Regions from separate parts of the Mus musculus genome. Here region 1 is linked to region 2. Evidence: chromatin contacts called from public Hi-C data. All regions are on one chromosome and are shown on one strand. Each heading gives the region's core, a stretch centred on a gene start, on an enhancer-like site or on the middle of the called end of the contact. The rest is flanking DNA. Distances are from core to core; before and after follow the strand shown.

Region 1 (3,167 bases), core at 510-3,009, 600 kb before region 2:
CCAAGCTCTGTACATTTCCTTATATTTTTCGTAACTTTTGGGGAAAGTGCAATCTAAAAATGAAAAACATCAGAAAGTTTATAAACTTGCGTAAGGGGTTCCTTTCTGTAACTACAATTTTAGTTTGGGTGAACTTTTCCCATGAACGGGAAAGCAGCAGATGTTGCATGAGTCCGAGGTAACAAGTGTCACTGCTTCCGTGTTGTCTGTACATTTTACTATCGATGCGCCTGTGTATGCTATGCTGCGGGTGGGGCTGTGCCACAGTGCGCCTGTGGAGGCCATGGAACAACTTTGTGGAGTGGGCTCTCTCCTTCCACCTTTCCTCCACACTGAACTCGGACTTGAGCAGCAAGCTCCTTTACCCCCTGAGCCGCCTTGGTGGCCCCTTGTGCCTTTTTTAAAATTCATGTTTTTAGTTAGCAGACTAAATCATAGACAATTATAGCAGATCTGAAAAATACATTTCTCAAATGTTAGTGGAGTATCACGATCACCAAAAATCAGTTGGTGTGGCATACAGGGAGCAGAGGATTTGGAGATAGCTGGGTGTGACTGTCTCCAGCATCGGTCCTTTATGCCTGAGGCCCACTGGCTTTAAATCTCTGAGCTGTATTTCTCATGTGGTGAAATGTGATTAAAAAACAAAAAGAAAAACAAAACAAAAACCCCAACTTTCAAAGTCATCTAAAGTTTGTAAAACTCCCAGATCAGCCTGTAGCTGTGTCTCTCCCTCTCCTTGGGAATAGAATGAGATTGATTGATATCCTTGCCCTGTGTTGTGTGAGCTTGCTGGATCCTGCTTGGAGATCCTCGCCATAACTGGCCAGGCTGTGCTTGGTGCCTATGAAGTGAATTCTTCTTTGACCTCTTGTTATTTTATTCTGCATGTCAAGGTCATTACTTATCCCAAGGTCTTCTCTTCAAGCCAGCTGGGGCCATGGAAAGTCAGTGCAGGGCATCCTCGGAGCAGAAGGGCCAGCTCCTTGAAAGACAATTCAAGAATTTAGCTGGATAGAAAACTCATCTCCAATTTTGGAAACCACTCTTGTCCTTTTGATTCTAAATTTAGAACTAGTCTCAACTATGGGACTTGTAACACTGCAAAATACTGGCAAGGCAGGTCCTGAGGAGCTGTGATAGAGCAAGAAAGAGTGCAGACCAAGATGGTCAGCCCCAGGGTGCCTGCCCAGCTGGGGAACCCTGGACAGGGTGTGCATGCTCGTGCACGTGTGTATGCGCTAGTGTGTGCTTTGCTGGGAATGGAATTCAGGCCAGACACGTGCTCTGCTGCAGAGTTGCTCACCAGACCCACCTTAAGCCCTGTAATTCTGTTTCCTCACCTACAAACCAACGATTGCAACAATGCCTACCCTTCCGATGGCAATGAGAATCTAAAAGCAGAGTGCCAGGCTCTCTTGCCATCAGAACCTGCCTGTGCTTAACAATGTGGGGGCACAGTAAAACTACCAAACGGGACCACTCCATGGGTAGAAAGGAAGGTATACTGGGAGGGTCAAATGCAAAGGCTGTCTGGAGGTTAGGGACAAAGAGAAGATGAAATGGCAGGAAAGCAAGCAGGCTTTATAGGACAGTCAGCAGGATAAGGGGTGTTTAGGTTGACCCAGAACTAGGTGACCTTTCCCTAGGTAGTTGACCTTTATGGCGGATCAAGAGAGGTTCCTGGTGTTTTGAGGGAGGCTCCTGGTAAACAGAACTCAGTCTTCAGGCCTCGGTTACCCAATAACAATCTTTCTGTTTGCCTGGCCAAAGTCCTTCTACTTAGGACATTGGCACAAGCGTTGCGATTTTGGGGACAGCTTTGGACCCAACACTCAGGAAAGCAATCTTGTTCAAAAGCAGCCGAAGGTGCCTGGTGAAGAGAGCATGTGTTTGACACATCAGGGTGGGAAGGCGACATCTCACGAGGTTGCCTTGAGTCTAGACTGGTACCAAGATCCAACTTGAACAGAGATTTAAAGCTGTCTTTCAGAAAACCTTCAACAGTCGTATGAAAGCTATGTGTACAGTAACACAAAAGGAGTCACTCTGTAGCCACCTCCTCTCATGCCCTCTGATTCTGGCGGGGAGTAAGTTTGAATACTTCAGCTAGTTTAATGAATGGCCATTTAAATGAGTGTGTGTCGGGAAATCTGGGCACAGGTCATTTTTTTTTTTTCAGATTCCAAAGTTGGGTGCATTCTGCAAGGAACTTTCCAGCATGTGATTAATTACTGAAAAGCCATAGTTTCAGGCACTTACATGGATTATTTTATATCACATGGAGAGCAGTATATCATCTTTTAATTCAGTGTGACGCCCTGCACACAATGCTTTTATATCCTTTAAAATAATTGTACTAAATAGTTGAAAATATTCATATTCTTTGAGTGTGAGCTTTGAATAGATGAAATTATTCATTGCTTTTCTATTTTTCTACATTCATTCATTCATTCATTCATTCATTTAAGAGGTGTACATTTGTGCCACAGTACCCATGGAGAGATAAGAGGACAACTTTTCAATCAGTTCTCTTCACGTGCCCAGTGGCTTCCTGGGATCCAACGCAGGGTATCAGGCTTGGTGTCAAACACCTTAACCCATTGAGCTATCTCATAATGTGAAACCCAGAAATCACAGAAAAAACAAAATGCAAAGTACTTTAACTTGCATTGTCAAACAAGAGTGGATAAAGAGAGGGATAGAAAATTAAATTCGGGGCTGGTGAGATGGCTCAGTAGGTAAGAGCACCCGACTGCTCTTCCGAAGGTCAGGAGTTCAAATCCCAGCAACCACATGGTGGCTTACAACCATCCGTAACGAGATCTGACTCCCTCTTCTGGAGTGTCTGAGGGCAGCTACAGTGTACTTACATATAATAAATAAATAAATCTTAAAAAAAAAAAAAAAAAAAAAAAAAAAAAAGAAACAACTATAAAAAAAAAAAAAAAGAAAATTAAATTCAAACTATAAATAGAAAAGTATATAAAATATGATGAAGTAAAATACAATATAATACAATGCACCAGAAGAGTACGTGTGGAGAACAGTATACTAGAGACACTCTGACTGACGACGTCATGTGCACACGACCTTAAAGTGTAAGAAGCATTCCGAGACAGTATTTGTGACATGTAGTAAATAAATTATTACTTATAAAAATTACA
Region 2 (3,143 bases), core at 58-2,557:
ATGAGTCCCCAAGCCTGCATACCTCTGTCTCAACTGTCCCCCCAGGACCCCCACTGTGTCCTCCAGGTCCCAGGAGAATCTTCCACCCCAGCTCTTGATGTCTTTAATGTCAGCTCAGATATCTTTAATTTCTGCCAGTCTTTCCTCCCCTTCCCCCAAACCGCCCACCCCCATCAAGTCTCTCATATGACCTCATCTGGGGAGTTTTCTGGGCTCCACTCTCATTGGGCTGTCAATGAGGAACATTCTCTAGACAACCGCACTGTCCTGGGCCAGTGAGGAGTCTAGCAGAATTGTAACAAAGCCATTTTCTTCTCCCAACCCTCACACTGGGAATTCCCTCACACTGGGAATATGACCTCATCCCTGAATCCAGATTATGCATGTGTGCACTCAAGTGCCTTGCCCCTCTCCCCCCGCCCCCGCCCCCATGCCATCGTGGCTGTCACTCCAGAACCCCTAAACATGAGGTAAGAGGGAAGCATCCTTAGGCAGAGACCCTAGAGGTGCAGGTAGTGAGGCTGAGGTGGCGTGGCTGGAACAGCTGCCCTCTGCTGGCTGCCTGCCCCCCCTCACAACACTCCCCCCCCCCCCATGGGAAACTTCTTTGTTAGTTTCACATCTTCTTGGCAGGTCAAGCAGACTCTGCACACACACACACCCCACTTCCCCCCCCCCCCCCCCCGTGAAGAAAAATAGATACAGGTGTCTGAAGTCTCAGGAGGGCTCCCCCAGCAGCTTTCTTGAGAATCCATAGCTTTGTCCACACAGTAGGGAAAGGCTGGAGATGAGACTGATGGGGGTCTACAACCTGGCTTAGCTCACAACACATACTCAGGTAAGGATGTCCTAGAGATAAAAAAACAACACACACACATACACACACACAACGGTAACACAGTCTTTGTGCTTTAGCACAAAAGACAGAAAACAGCACATTTTGGAGAATAAGGTAGGCGTTTTGTGATAGGGAAATAGTTCAAACTTGCCCCCGTCTTAGTACCTGAGTGTTGTGTAATGACTGCAGCTGTCTATAAGGCAGTGTCCCATGACACACTGGCTGCCATTGCCCATACTGTGCCAGAGCTCTGCCTCTGAGCTGAAAGCAAGCCTCAGAAGACATTCAGAAAGTTCACCGATAACCCTTTTTGCATTCAAACTCCTGGCTGGGACACAGGTCAGAAAATGACTTCATCTTTTCTGGATTCTTGCCCAAGGCTGAGCCCTGGCAGCTGCCACCTTGTGCCCTGGTGCTGTTCTGGCTGGACACCAGCTGGGCTCTTTTCTTCTGTCTTGGCTGCTGGCTTCACTCAGGGACAGCGGCCCCTGAATGATCATTGCTGGGTCTGAGCCATCCTCTGAGCCTACACGGCAGAAGGCACCAATGATGCACCTCTTTTGGTTTGTTTTATTTTGGCATTGGCTCTTTTAGAATGAGGTTTTTTTGTTGTTGTTTAATTTTTTGTTTGTTTTACTTTTTCTTTTCTTTTCTTTCTTTTTTTTTTTTTGAGACAGGGTTTCTCTGTGTAGCCCTGGCTGTCCTGGAACTCACTTTGTAGACCAGGCTGGCCTCGAACTCAGAAATCTGCCTGCCTCTGCCTCCCGAGTGCTGGTATTAAAGGCATGCGCCACCATACCCGGCTCTTTTTCTTTTCTTTTTTTCTTTTCTTTCCTTTTTCTTTTTCTTTTTCTTTGTGGAGATCTGGCCAAGCAGCGCTTCTGAGGAAGTGACTTATCAGCATTATCAGATTTCAAGGACCCAGAGTCATGTGAGCTGGAGGACTTCTGTTTTCTGTGACAACCATGGACCACCTATTGCTTAGTCCCATTTTACTCCCTTAATTCAGACAGTTCCTGGGACGCACATGGGCAATGTCAATCCTTGAATTTCTTCTGGTGGTCTGGGAATGTCTGCAAACGAGGTCACATGATTTGTCCCTGCCTGGCTTTGTAGAACCTCCTGAAGGTACCATATGCTGGCTACACAGTAAAGGGACTCCAAAGTATTTACACATGTGGGGGGAGCCCTCCATAACAAACAGGTTCTCTACCCTCCCTGTAACGGTGTGTAATATTCCAAACTTGGCAAATATACAGTACAGTTGGCTCCCCGTGGATTCTGCGTCTTTGAATTCAACCAATCACACACTGCAGATATATATATATATATATATATATATATATATATATATATATATTTTTAATTCTCTTTGTACTGTGTGGCGGTTTGAATATGTGTGGCCCAGGGAGTTGCTCTCTTAGGGGGCGTGGCTTTATTGGAGGAGTTGTGGCCTTGTTGGAGGAAGTGTGTCACTGTGGGGGTGGACTTTGAAACTCTGCCCAGTGTGGAAGAGCCAGTCTTCTCTTGTTTGCCTTTGGAACAAGATATAGAACTCTCAGCTCCTTTAGTGCCGTGTCTTCCTGCATGCATGCTGCCATGCTTCCTGCTATGATGATAATGGACGGAACCTCTGAGCCTGTAAGCCAGACCCAGTTAAATGTTGTCCTTTATAAGAGCTGCCTTGGTCATGGTGTCTCTTCACAGCAATGAAACCCTAACTAAGACATACTGAAACATTTCCACCAACTCCTGTCATTATTCTTGACCAAAAGAGTCCAATGACCATTTATGCAGCATTTACATTGCACTGCAAATTCCAGGTTGTTTAGAGAAGATGTCAGGTGTAAGATGATGCCTGCTGGGTCTCAGCACATGTGACACCAAGGACCATTTCACAGTCTCTGGGTTGTGGTGTGTTTGGGAACCCTGGAACCAACTGTATACATGTATATACAGTAGACTTTCCAAAGAGACTTTATACTGTAAAGCATTGCCTAATTTGAACTATAGGATGTGCATTTTTAGTGTTCTCATGACTGTTGTCATTGTTAATGCTGCTGCTACTGATATTTTACGGCAAAGGAAATCAACAACTGTAGAATCAAGAGTTTTAGGCTCCTCATCATGTTCAGGGTTAGAACTCAGACATTCCTTAGCCTGAATCCTAAATTTAAGTAGCTGAGGACTTAGCCCCTATGCGTAGCCCCTATGCCTGTTTCACTGTTTGTTAAATTAATTGTATAACTGCTTCCCTTGTCTTAAGTCTCTTTTCTCCTTTCTTCTTGTTATTTTTTGTCTTCTG

What was found. Hi-C and Micro-C count contacts between places; a contact is called where the count stands out from the background.
Region 1: a Hi-C map of liver shows a contact between it and region 2, with 3 times the contacts expected there. The contact joins two enhancer-like sites. A contact is called at or near these places in 7 of 39 promoter capture datasets (the C10 cell line, cranial neural crest, embryonic stem cells and 4 more), 1 of 15 datasets of contacts at CTCF or cohesin (large pre-B cells), 29 of 484 Hi-C or Micro-C datasets (B cells, the P5424 cell line, cerebellar granule neurons and 12 more), 3 of 115 datasets of contacts at active chromatin or transcription factors (astrocytes and embryonic stem cells) and 2 of 9 other capture datasets (embryonic stem cells and liver).

The regions. Positions count from the first base shown.
Region 1 is chr14:61,123,488-61,126,654 of GRCm38.p6, reverse strand. No RefSeq gene overlaps it. Among named protein-coding and RNA genes, the nearest start is that of Sacs, 13 kb to the left of the region's middle. Within about 2 kb of position 1,759, at least 4 of the 459 cell types and tissues checked have an H3K27ac peak or open chromatin away from gene starts, as enhancers often do. A contact at or near this core is called in liver, where this site is marked.
Region 2 is chr14:60,527,330-60,530,472 of GRCm38.p6, reverse strand. It overlaps a transcript of Spata13 not described here. Among named protein-coding and RNA genes, the nearest start is that of Gm41166, 94 kb to the left of the region's middle. Within about 2 kb of position 1,307, at least 79 of the 459 cell types and tissues checked have an H3K27ac peak or open chromatin away from gene starts, as enhancers often do. A contact at or near this core is called in liver, where this site is marked.